Regions from separate parts of the Danio rerio genome. Here region 2 is linked to region 1. The links are chromatin contacts, called in public Micro-C maps. All regions are on one chromosome and are shown on one strand. Each heading gives the region's core, a stretch centred on a gene start, on an enhancer-like site or on the middle of the called end of the contact. The rest is flanking DNA. Distances are from core to core; before and after follow the strand shown. Region 1 holds the start of mipepa (mitochondrial intermediate peptidase a). Region 2 holds the start of tmem160 (transmembrane protein 160).

Evidence for each region. Hi-C and Micro-C count contacts between places; a contact is called where the count stands out from the background.
Region 2: a Micro-C map of caudal fin shows a contact between it and region 1, with 6 times the contacts expected there. The contact joins the promoter of tmem160 here to the promoter of mipepa in region 1. A contact is called at or near these places in 4 of 18 Hi-C or Micro-C datasets (caudal fin, embryo, hematopoietic stem cells and 1 more) and 1 of 4 datasets of contacts at active chromatin or transcription factors (caudal fin).

What each region holds. Positions count from the first base shown.
Region 1 is chr15:9,337,624-9,344,403 of GRCz12tu, reverse strand. It overlaps mipepa (mitochondrial intermediate peptidase a), which reads right to left and starts at 2,660. Exons shown (of 21, transcript XR_012390606.1): 1 at 2,358-2,660; 2 at 1,820-1,993; 3 at 1,393-1,481; 4 at 1,230-1,316. It overlaps bach1a (BTB and CNC homology 1, basic leucine zipper transcription factor 1 a), which reads left to right and starts at 3,675. Exons shown (of 6, transcript NM_001040313.2): 1 at 3,675-3,800; 2 at 5,198-5,452. The coding sequence starts at 5,213.
Region 2 is chr15:9,552,371-9,559,150 of GRCz12tu, reverse strand. It overlaps tmem160 (transmembrane protein 160), which reads right to left and starts at 2,370. Exons shown (of 4, transcript NM_001128700.1): 1 at 2,110-2,370; 2 at 1,827-1,851. The coding sequence starts at 2,328.

The sequences.
Region 1 (6,780 bases), core at 1,411-3,910:
AATTTTTGTTTAACGGAGAGAAGATTTTTTCAGCACATTTGTAAACATAATAGTTTTAATAACTCATCTCTAAGAACTGATTTATTTTATCTTTGCCATGAGGACAGTAAACAATATTTGACTACATATTTTTTAAGACTCATCTATACAGCTTAAAGTGACATTTAAAGGCTTAACTAGGTTAATTAGGTTAACTAGGCAGGTTAGGGTAATTAGGCAAGTTATTGTATGATGATTTGTTCTGTAGACCAGTGGTTCTCAAAGTGGGGGTCGGGACCCCTTGAGGGGTCGCGGAACAATGAAGGGGGGTCGCCTGGTGATTTCCAAAAATCTACTTATTATTATTAGGCCATAAGAATTACCATATTTTATCAACAAAAAACTGAAGAGGAAAAAAACAGTCGTTTATAGTTACTATAGTAGCTTATTTACTTGTTCTATTGGATTGTGACCCCTGGGGTAAATACATTATATTAAAGACAGCAATAGCGTCAGATGCAGCAGATTGATTTTATAACACCAGGTTAAACTTTCTGGCCCATTAACAGCACTGACATACATAAAAAAATTAAACGAAGAATAGACTTGGGTCTATTGGTGTGTGTGTGTGCCATTGCATGCAAGGTTTCTGTATTTATAACCACCTCAGAGGATATTGGGGGTCGCGAGTCACTGGCATTGTTATTTTAGGGGTCGCGTGCTGAAAAGTTTGGGAACCCCTGCTGTAGACTATCAAAACAAATAGCTTAAAAAGGCTAATAATTTTGTCCCTAAAATGTTTTTTTTTTTTTTTTTTAATTAAAGACTGCTTTTATTCTAGCTGAAATAACACAAATAAGACTTTCTCCAGAAGAAAAGATATTATCAGATATACTGTGAAAATGTCCTTGCTCTGTTATACATCATTTTGGAAATATATAAAAAAAAAAAAAAAAAAAAAAAAAAAAAAATTCAAAGGGAGGCTAATAATTCTGACTTTAACTGTACATCGCAGCAAATCTAAATACTGCAATGTCAAATTTGTCATGCATGTCATGCAGCCCTATAGTGAATACTGTAAAGTTTGTTACAAAGACATAAAAAAGATACAATTTTGTTATGAGATTTGTATAATATGCCTGTTTTAATTATTATTTTTTTAAGTTAACTGATGGCATGGAGTGCTATAATGGCGTCTGCACGTGTATCGTGGCAATTTATTTTAAAATAAAAGAAAGTGTGATTAATACCTTGTCTCCGGGTCCAGTTTAGACATGACCTCTTTGTTGTCCAACAAGTCCTTTAAGCTTTTACACAATTCAACATTGGTATTAAGCCTGTAGGGCAGATTCAATTCGAATAAATGTTTAATTCGTTAAAGTTCAATAAAAAGGTGTGTGAGTCCAGACCCACCTCTCCACCATGGTGCCAATGTTTATGCAAGTCTTCTCTGCTGCTTCTCGGTATGATGGGTCAGGATGAGCTACTTTAATAAAGTCTGCCTACAAACAAATAAACAAATGAATTATTAAGTGATGAATGAATGAGAAAAAAAACACTTACTTAATGTATTTTTAAAATATGTGTCAACGTTTTAAACATCTAACTTTGGTGTTTGTTGTCTAATTAAACAAAAATGATATTATTTACATTAAATTGAAAGTGTGTTTAATTGAAGTGCATTTTGTTTCTAACTAATATGACAAATAAACATAAATAAACAAATGTATTTTATTATGTTTCTTTGTGTTTTTCTACTTACGAATACAATAAACATATAGAGACAGTTGGGTACAAAGACAGTTTTTCCAATATCGTAGACACCTAATTGATTGATTACCATGTCAGCCACTCTACACAGGCTGTCTGAGAGCTTGTCAAATATCTGTACAGTCTGGACTCCAGCAGGGCAGCGACAGGCTTCCTCTACTAGCTGCTCTGTCTCCTGCAGGGCTCGATCCTGTACCACCTCAAAACCATCCACCGAGCTGAGCTCCGGGACCCCAAACAGACCCTGAAACAACAACAACATAGTCAATGATCTACTTCATTAAATGAATAGTTCATCCAGAAATTAATAATGATGTCATAATTTACTCACCTTTTATTTGTTCCAAACTTGTTTGAGTATCTTTCTTCAGTTAAACACAAAAAGATAGTTTGAAGAATGCTGGAAACCTGTAACCATTTACTTCCATAGTATATGCTTTTCCTACTATGGAAGTATATGGTTACAGGTTTTCAGCTTCCTTTTAAAATATCTTTCATTGTGTTCAACAAAAAAGAAACTGGTTTGGAACCACTTGAAGGTGAGTAAATAGTGAATACATTTTTATTTTTGGGTGTACCATGTTATCCCTTTAGGGGTATACTCTCACCACATTCTGCTGGAAGAGCTCGAGCCTCCTCTGGACTTTGGCGTTGAAAGCGGCTCCTACCGGTGACCAGGTGCTCACTGTCCGGCAGAGTCTCACCGCTGCCCCGCGCCCAAACAAACACACCAGCGGTCTGACGCGGGTCACCGACATTACTGTAGACAATTCCCTCTCACGGCCAGAAAAAAACCCGACGACTAAAGCAATTAAACTGAACAACTCGGACACACTTAGCGCTCAGGACAACGCAAGTTTGAGGGGGGTTAGGAAAACACACATGCCATGATGCCATGCTATTCCAATGACAGCGAGTGGGTGAATTTCACAACAGCACTTTCGAAATGTAAATAAATAAGGGGAAACTTTGGAAATTAATTGCTGATGGGGTAGAGCTTAATTTTTTGCATTTTTAAAACACGGTAGTTAATTATAGTATGGTCTGATTATTGAACAAATGCCTAAGGAGGTCACAGCGAGTTTAAAGGGAAAGTGAAAATGAAGCGAATCAGCTCTGGTATTACAAAATAAAAGTTCGATCCATTATTATTATTATTATTATTATTATTACAACAAGAAAAGATTCTCACATAACCTAATATTTATTTATAGTTAACGTTATATTTTTGTATTATTACAACAACAACAACAACAACAACTACTACTACTACTACTACTACTACTACTACTACTACTACTAATAATAATAATGACTTTAAAAATAAAATAATAACAATAACAATAAAATACTAAAAACTATTTTTATAAACTGTTTATCATAAACCTAAACATATTCATTTATACATTTGACAAAATAATATTAAATGCATAAAATAATAAAAATAATATTTAGTAGTAATAATAATAACAACAACAAATAAAACATGTATGAATTTTCTAAATTTATATATAGAAAACAAATATATAATATACAAGTTTTAATAATTAATTGACAGCGTTTTAATTGATAGTAATTGATGATTAAATAAGAATAATAATGTTCATTTTTATTTACTTTCATGTTTTTATTTTTATTTTTTCATTCATTATATATTTATATAAAGAAAAGTCTTTTTAAATACATACATAATATTTGTTTTATAATTAATTCCCAACACCATACTTGAAATTTGGCAAATGTAATAAAAATATTATGGTGCATGTTTATTATTTCGTCATGTTTTTCATTATTATTTATCTATTTTTTCATATTTAAAAAAAAGTTCTCTGAGCTCGCAGTGGGCGTGGCTCTTTCAGACGCAAACGCAGTACGTGCTGTGCGTGCTATGACGCGCACTCTCGCTGCAGCACTGCACAGTCACATGACAGGCGTGTAGACATTATGGAGCCCTTTCTCTGTCAAACTTTAATCCGATTTAACTTTTAGACTGCAAAAGCGATGGACAAAGCTGGAATTTTGACGGCTTCTGATGTCCAGTGATATGTCAGGTGCGTTTTATATTCTTCTCTAAAACTTACGAACTCTACATGTAAACAAGATTATGATTAACGTAGATTAAACTGTACATCACTCTCTATAAACAGCTAGCTAAGTTAGTTCCTTATTTATTTATTTTTTACATGCCAACCACTGTGACAGGTTAGCAAAATGGGAATCTCCATGTAACGTTACTGGAGTTAAGCAATGTTATCCATGCAAGCAAAACAAATGTTTGCAGAGCTGCACTTATATTGGCTTTTGTTGACAAATCGATTCAACGCTAACTATTATTGCGTTTCTGTTTGGGAACTATATGATTGACAAATATACAGAATGGTCAGTTTTTATCTAGTCGTCGTTTTTAGCGTTAACGTTACTTTTTTTTTTTTTTTTGCAGAGTCATGCTCAGTGAGTCTGTTTACTTGTGCTAATTGCTACTCTTTTTACGTGAAAGTACTATCATTAAAGTTCTGTCAAGACTAGACATTGCGTCGTAGTCTATGGTCTTCATAAGGAAAATGGTAATTACAAATTAACTAATGTTTATCACCACGCTTTCCCGGCTGAGAGACTTATTGTAAGCAGTTTTGGAACCCAAGTTGTTTTGTAAAATGTTATGTTTACATAAAAATAATTTAATAAAGTGGGTAAAGTAATATCACCCGGTTTAGTTCATTTAACCCAAGGAGCTCAGTGGATATTCGTTCCCTTAATAAAAGGTGTTAGTCTGTTCTCTGACAAGAAATGAAACTATAAGTTTATGTGTCGAACTTCTCAATTTAAAAGGAAAAATTCCTTCTATATGAAAGTTTTACTGGAAGTACTTTTTACTTGGTTGACTGGAATAGAACTTGGCTTTTACCTGGGAAATATTACATTTCCAATAAGGCAATACAAATACATTTAAAAATTGTAAAAAATCTTGATAAAGGGGTAAAATAAATGACCTTTAATACAAGCATGAAACAAAACACAATGTTTTCTTATAAAAATAAATACTAAAAAACTCTAGAGCTGCTGAAGTGGAGATTTATGAAAAGCAAAAGACATTTAAAGAAAAATGAATTTATAAATATATATTGCAATTGAAGTATACAGACAAAAACTGATAAAGTTGGACGAAAAAAGCAATTCAAAGTATTTTTGAATGTTTTCCCTACTGAAAAATCACTTTATGTAAGCCCAAAATCTCCAAATTCACAAGTATGTATTTTTCCATATTTTATATTCTACATGCTGTAATTGTAAATGAATATTCATACAATGTGTGCCCATAAATGCCTTGTATTGACTGGTGCATCACACCATCCGGGTGTAACATAATGCACCAATTTCTTTATTTCCTCTTTGTTACACAGTTGCATATGTACTGTATGAACGTGTGTGTGTGTGTGTTGTTTCATAGCTAAAGCCCTGCGTCATGTCTGTGGATGGCCCCCGGACCTCTGTTTTCACCTTCCAGTCCGCTGTTCACAGCCATCATGTTCTGCGCTCGCTGGAGGAGCTCAGACAGAAAGAGCTCTTGTGTGATGTGACTGTTGAAGTGGAGCGCAGGAGCTTTCGAGCACACTCTTCTGTGCTGGCTTCCTGCAGCCACTATTTTTACACCAGACTGACAAACCACAGCCAAGCAAACCCCACTGTCAGCTTGCCGGATGAGGTAATGTTTGATATGCTGATGGATGGCTTAGTGGTTTTGAGAAACCTATTGTTATGCTGTTTTTTTTGTTATGTTTTTTTTTTATAGTTTTAATTGATGCGTTTACTGTACATTTTGTCATCATTTACTCATGTATGAATGAATATTAAGTTCATATATCTAATGTGAAAGATATTTATACAAAAATCTGCGATTCTAAGTAAAAAAAAAAATTAACGATAAAAAGAAATAGGCGAATATCATTCCATCTTCTTTCGGCAAATTGTTTGTACTTTAGGGCTGCATAATTCTGGCTAAAATGACAATCCCAATTTTTTTGTTTAATATAAAAATCACGATTTTCTCACGATTCTGTAGATGTAAAAGTTAATATGAGTAGGCTATTATTATTTTTATTTCTCACCCATATGTTAAGCAACACTAATAACATTAGGCCGTAGGTCTACTGTTGGTTAAAATGCTACATTTTGTATAGACTTGGAATGGTAGACTTGAACATTTGTCATTTAATCAACACTATATAGCCCCAGTAAACAGTTATTGTCATCCACAACTCTTTGTGTTCTCTATGGAAGAAAAAATAACATCAAATTATTGCTATAATCACAATTTTAAAAGTGATATGATCATTTAAATGATGTTTCAATATTACTGCTGAGTGTGCTCATGTCATGGCTGTCGTAATTTTAAGGAAAAACACACACACACGCGCAAATCATACCCCATACCCCAGTGTGCAACTGCGCAACAAACTGAATGTTATTTACAACGTTATTACCTGTTATTCACAGTCTATGCAGGTTCTGTTCACTAAAGTAGACATCATTGGCATCCGCGTGTCACGCCCGGTTCTAGCCAACCACAGAAGGGTGGGCTGACATAAATCCCAGGTGGGCAGTTTTTTCGGGGTGGGGTTAGGAGATGGATTAGCGTAAATATTAATGTAATAATGTTTATGCTTTGAGTTGCATATTATATTAAGTCAAAAGAAGCACAAATATGGATTCAATGAAGGTTTATTTTAAATCCAGTCAACATTCAGAATGTCCACAAAGTCAAGCAATATATATATATATATATATATATATATATATCTTTATATATTGATAAAGGGGACAAGCAGGCACTGTCTCTGGTGTCCTTTTTGGACAGAGCATCCCCTCCAGAATCCGGTCTGTTGGTGGAGCTCAGGTCTCTCAGGAAAAGACAATCATCGGGCGCAGCTCCCAGATCCAGATGCTTCATATATATATAATTTTTTTTGTAAAGATTTTTTAAAGATTTTAAAGAATGAAATTTGTGTAAAAAAATTTATATTCTGGTAATAC
Region 2 (6,780 bases), core at 1,121-3,620, 220 kb before region 1:
ATATTGCATAAAACACTGATTTATTTTTAAATGCTAGCATATTAATAATAGAACAATACGACAGAGCATTTTCACGCACCTGCAGTGTTTAGCACAGAAGAACAGAATAAACTAAATAAAATGAATGAAATAAATAGGACTGCCCTAAATAATTTTCAAATTAAATAATTAATTTATATTACAAATCGAAAACACTGACTGATTATTTTATAATAACAGGTATAGGCTGTTTTTTTCCAATCATATTTTTGTCTTCCATCAAATAAAATAAGCAGACTTCCTCAAATCGCTCGCTCCACGGAAAATATGCATTTATTTAATGCCCCCCTTGTATTATTATAATCACAAAACCTTTTACATATTTAATACAAATCATTATTTTAAATATTATGTCTTGCTATATGGTTTCTTTTCTCTTCATCGCGGCTCAAGTGCGAGCGCTGCGTGATGAAAAGACAACAACAACGCGCGCATATGTTGACTTTTTGTAAACAGTTTTGTTGTTTAAATATGATATTGCATTAATGTTCATACATGCTTTATATGCTGTAAAATAAAAGGTAAAGCCTATTTGTTGCGTTTATGATGCAGATCCAGGTCAACATCAGCGCTTTTTTTGGCATCAACACGTCTGTTTCAAGCAATATTCTTCTTCCATTTAGCTTCTTTGGCAAATGTGTCTGTATGCACGGGTTATACGTTATCGTCCCGCAAGTTAGTATGTCTTGCAGTTGAACAAGGGGCCGACCACAGCTAACGTGCTTTTTTCATTCCAAAAACGCGAGGCACACCTCACTGCCCTTATGTTGACAAGGAAAAAAGAAGAGAAGCGCGGTCCTCTTATGAAACGACTGAATCAGCTGGGTATCGATTGTGCAAAAGTGTTGCTGTATAAGTTGATAAAATTGTAATATTTAATAATATTATTATATTCAAGATTTGTACATTCATACAACTCTGGATAACTTAAAACAGCGATTAGACCTTCATAGCGGCAATAATGTGTCCTGAAGTAAAGCGAAACGGCTATAAACTCCAGCAAGATAGAGTGATTATATACAGAGCCATATACCTTTATCTATAAATAAAGTATAACTATAGAAACTGTGTTCATCTTAACTGAAAGCTTCTGCGTGTTTGCTGGCCTCACGCATCGCACACTCTAAAAATACTGTTCATAAAAACATAATGTTTCTCTAGTTATACTGTAATTAAAGCAATATTATAACATTTTAAATAATTATTGCTAAAATATTTATAATGCAAATTTGTTATTTGGTTTGATTCATGGGATTACATTTCTTTCCCTCAATAAAGTCTTATATTTATTTTTGTCAGATTGCTATAAGCTTTCATATTTGCAATTTTGCGATTCTCATCATAGCCGATTAGGTTTGATTCACAGCTCATAACGCTTTAAAACAGAAAAATTCCAAAGGACAAAAAAAAAGGAAAATTAAGTCAATGCTACTAAAAAATAAAGTGTCTGGGTATACTGTTGTACTATACTTACACAAAATAAAATAACCATCTATTACTATAGATATAATTATAAAAGCATTCAAAGTAAAATAACATAACTTTCCATGACTTGTGTTATTTATCTGTAGACATTTGAAATCTATGTATTGGTCTATTGGTGTATGGACTATCATATGACATTATGAATTGTTTATTTTTTTTGTTTATTTATTTATTGCTATTTTGATTGCTATTTTGGCGCTTGATATAACAAACAGAAAAATAAATAGCCAATAAGGGGGAAAACATCGGCTTAGTCTTGCTATTATTAATTTCATAATAATCATTTAGACAGAAAATCTCACCTGTTTCATGTGACTTTCGCAGCATCTAAAAAAGTTACAAACAGATATTTTAATAATTAGAATTATTGAATATAATTATTTTTATACCACAGTAATGTCACGCATTTCACACGACAACATATTAATAACACCTCCATGAATACAGTCATATTATTGCTATTTAGTGTATCTTAGTAGCCTACCACACATGTTTTTCGTAATTAATGCAAACTATTATTGAAACAATTTTAGTTCTAAACAAATCAGTGCAAAGGAGTGGGTGAGTGAGTGTTTTAATGTTTACCAGAGCATCAGCTTTATCTAGTTCTGTGATGTACTGCTGCTCCACTGCTCGTGCTCTACTGTTTAGCGGGTTTTTCTCCGCCGCCCGGCGAACGCTCCCCCGGTGAAGCGCACGCACCGGAGGCCGCACATACTGCAACACCGGCTGCCGCACGAGTTGAGCGAACGGACACACGAACCGAGACAACCGGCTACCCATTAACCATCTGATAGAAGCCATTGCTTATGCTGTAAACCCAAAACACGACCTTTTCCCGACCTCTGAACTTCGACACTGCCAGTGAGTGCACGTAAAGACGCTTCCGCGTCCACGCGGGACTCGGCGTGTATTTCAGTGGCGCCATCTATCCTTACTTCCACATGTGTGAAGCTATCTATCTACGAGTTTAATGTCATTGACTCGTTTAATTACTTTTCTTCTACATCTTAGTTCTTATTATTTTATTCTGTTCATTTTTAAATCACCGATTTTAATAGTTAAAAAGGTTTAAATTAAATCTTTGGATGATTTAGTCGACTTTGTGTCCAAAGGATGGCGCCAAAACATAACAAAGGTCCCCACCACACCAAACCTCAACTCTGACTTGGTAAGTCATCATGATAAGATAAAAAACCATAAATATGACAAAAAAATGTGCTTGCGCTTTTGCACACAAACTTTTATGTTATTAACGTTATCTCATTCTGTCACACAATCTATCATATTTTTTGGTAAATCACATAGGACAAAATCAATGATTTGGTCAAAAATGATATATATGGAATATAATAACAATAATAAAAATGTTTAAAAATAATTTATGTTAGAATCATAATTGAAGAGTTCAGATCCTGTCTGAAATTTCAGTGGAAAATTAACATTTTCCTTAGTTTATGTTGCATTATTTTATTTTAAAGACCCTGAAAAAAGCATATTCTTTGACATAAATGTGAAATTACTCAACCTACCCACAGGAGCCTGATAAAAATGCTAATTTTAGAAGAAAATTTCAGATGGCATTTAATGGTTTTTGCATCTGAACTCTTCAATTGTAAGGAAAAGTCATAAATTTCACCTGTCTGCTAGATCAGTGGTTCTCAAAGTGGGGGTCGGGACCCCCTGGAGGGTCACAGGAAAATGACAAGGGGTCGCTTGGTGATATCCAAAACTCAAATAAATTTTATTAAACTATTAGAATTACCATATTTTATTAATAACCGACAGAATATAGTTAATAGTTGCATTAAAGAAACAACAACATAAAAATAACAATCAGCCATCAGCCTTTAATTTTAAAAGCAAAATGTAATTAAATCCATAAATGACTGTATAAAACATCATATGGCTAATAGACTGTTGCATTTTTGTGTTGTCAATAAGCTCATGTTTATATTTGCCTATAGTTGTGTCTGCAACGTTTACATATTTACAGTACAACCACCTTGAAAAATGGGGGTCGCGAGCCACTGATGTGATCATTTTTGGGGTCGCGGGCTGAAAAGTTTGGAAACCCCTGCGCTAGATCAGTGGTTCTCAAACTGTGGTATGTGTGCCACTAGTAATACACGCGCTTCCTTCTAGTGGTACGCAGAGGAATCCAATATGCCTTATGTACTTGAGACATATTTTTCAGAATTTATCAAAAATGGTTCATATATGAATATGATGACATATAGCCTATATTTATGAGGTCCAAGCAACATTTCCGTTTTGATGAATAGGATACTGGTTAACACTTTACACTTAAGTACAGCATTTTTTTTTTTTTACTTTTTAGGAACAGTAGCCTACCATTTTTTAATGAACTTATAAAAGCACATTTTAAATTAATAATCTTTGTTGGTATGTTTGCCTTTTTACAAATAAGCACAGTACAGTGTTAATGTTCAAACTATTTAAAATGTTTAAAGTGGTAATATAAAAATAATAAATAAAACTTTGCAGAGCTGTTGCTGCTTTACTGGGCCTGCTACGCTACATATTTTAATACTGGTCATTATGGTGGTACTTGGAGAGACAATTTTTTTCTGAGGTGGTACTTGATAAAAAAAAGATTGAGAACCACTACTAGATAATAACCATAAAGGTAACACTTTATTTTAATGGTTGATTTAAATATTAGTAGACTGTTTGCTTAATATCTGTTGATATCTACCTGTCAACTTACACTAACCCTAACCCCAACCCTGACCCCAACCTAAAAGTCTACTTATAATCAAATGAGAATTAGTTGCAATGTAACTTAAAATTCAACAAAAGAACCATCAAAATAAAGTGTGATCACAATTACAGAGATTGTTATCTAACATAAATGCATATAAAGTTAAATAAATTAAAGTCAATTAGGAAATTGTCAAAGAAATAATTGAAAAAGAAGATCACTGGTTCGAGTGCCGGCTGGGTCAGCTGGCATTTCTGTGTGGGATTTAAATATTCTCCCCAAGTTCGCGTGGGTTTCCTCCAGGTGCTCCGGTTTTCCCCACAGTCCAAAGACATGTAGGTGAATTGAATAAACTAAATTGTCCGCAGTGTATGTGTATGCATGTGAGAGTGTATGAAAGTTTCCCAGTACTGGGTTGCAGCTGTAAGGGCATTCACTGTGAAAAAATATGCTGGATAAGTTGGCGGTTCATTCCGCTGTGGTGACCCCTGATGAATACTGAAGGGAAGGGACTAAGCTGAAGGAAGATAAATAAATGAATAACGTCAATCAGGTCAGAATAATGAGGAAAATTCATACATTACATTAAAATGCTTATTTCTGTCACGATTATTATTATTAAAATTATTTTAATAAAATGTCATAGTTTAATTTTTCCCACTAAATAAAATATTACATTAAAAACCTTATTACTTTCTAATTGTGATATCAAAAAGATAAGTAGAAGTCATAAATGTAAATGTAACTTTCATCAGAATATTTAAGTATTACAAGTCTCTTTGATCAAGACCAGCAATATAGTTTTTAGTATTGCAAGTTTTTTTTTTTAAATAATTTATTATGAAAACCATGCAGTGTATTTCATAATAGCATTTATATCTCATATCTAATAAATGCTTTATGCCAGTGGTTCTCAAACTGTGGTAAACATTCCAGTAGTGGTATGCTGGTTTCCTTGTAGTAGATCATGAAGAAATCACTGAATAATAAAAGAAAATTACCATACTTTTGACCATTTGATGTAAACAATAACATGTTATATTTAAGTAAAGCAATTTTCTTTTTACTTTTTAATTAACTTTTAAAATCACATTTTAATTTAAATGTTACTTTTTTTCCGTTTGTTGTATTTACCAGTAAGCACAAGACTGTGTTGATGCTGATGTACTAGCTACTTTAATGTTTTAAGTAGATGACAATAGAAGAATATTCAAATTAAGAATTAATCTGTCTTGTTTTTGCCTACTACGCTACTGTATTTCAATACTCAAATACTGGTCATTATGGTGGTACATGGAGAGACATAGAGCTAGTACGCAGTGGTGCAGTAGGTAAGACATGTACTATAGGTGAATTGGGTAGGCTAATTGTCCGTAGTGTATGAGGGTGAATGAGAGTTTGTGGATGTTTCCCAGAGATGTGTTGCGGCTGTAGGGGAATCCGCTGTGTAAAAACGTGCTGGATAAGTTGGCAGTTCATTCCGCTGTGCCGACCCCGGATTAATAAAGGGACTAAGCCGAAAAGAAAATGAATAAATGAATGGAGAGACATTTTATCCTAAGGTGGTACTTGGTGAAAAAAGTTTGATAACCGCTGCATTATGCAATAATTAAAATTTACAAAAGCGCAATTTTATTTTGTAAGTGGCAAACACCAGTAAAGACCTTGTCCTGTATTATTGTTTCATGTAAACTATAACACACACACACACACACACACACACACACGTGCACACGTGCACACGCGCACACACGCACACACACACACACACACACATTCACAATTTAATTAAATATAAATTACTTTAATAAAACAGCTTATAATAAATCTACCTAATCTTTTTTAGTTAAATAATTTTTTTTGTTATCTTTTGACAAAATAATCTCTAATTTTTTTCAATGTCTCATTGATGCAAAGCCTAAAACCCTGCACTGAAAAATCCAGATTGAAGCTGTGTTATAACTAGTTATAAAAGACGGTTATCAGCTAGTTGACCAATCACTAAGCTCCAAATATATATATATATATATATATATATATATATATATATATATATATATATATATATATATATATAAAAGCAAATTTATAATTACAGCAGAACACACTACACATTCCGAGTCCATTAATACAGTAACATGAGTAAGTGCAGCATGAGTCCAGCAGTTCTTTTGTGTGTGTGTGTGTGTGTGTGTTAAAGAGGCCCCTTCCGCTCTCTTTTGTCTGAATGTGATCCTCAGGGATTGTGGTTCTCCACGCCTCAACAACCTGATGGTCATATAGCGTGAGGAGCACAGAGAGGAAGGAAAGACGGGACGCTGTGTGTGTGCGTGTGTGTGTTGTGTGAAGAATGCCTTTAGGAAAGGGCTGCCTTTGATAGAAACCACTAGGAACCATGGAAAGCTCAGGTTGTCACGCTATCAAGCGAGCAGTATTTTATGATAACAGCAGTTTAATGTGTTTATTAAGTGTGCTTGGACCATGTTTTCAATCCACTATATATGATCTGCACTACAAAGCAAAGGAGACTG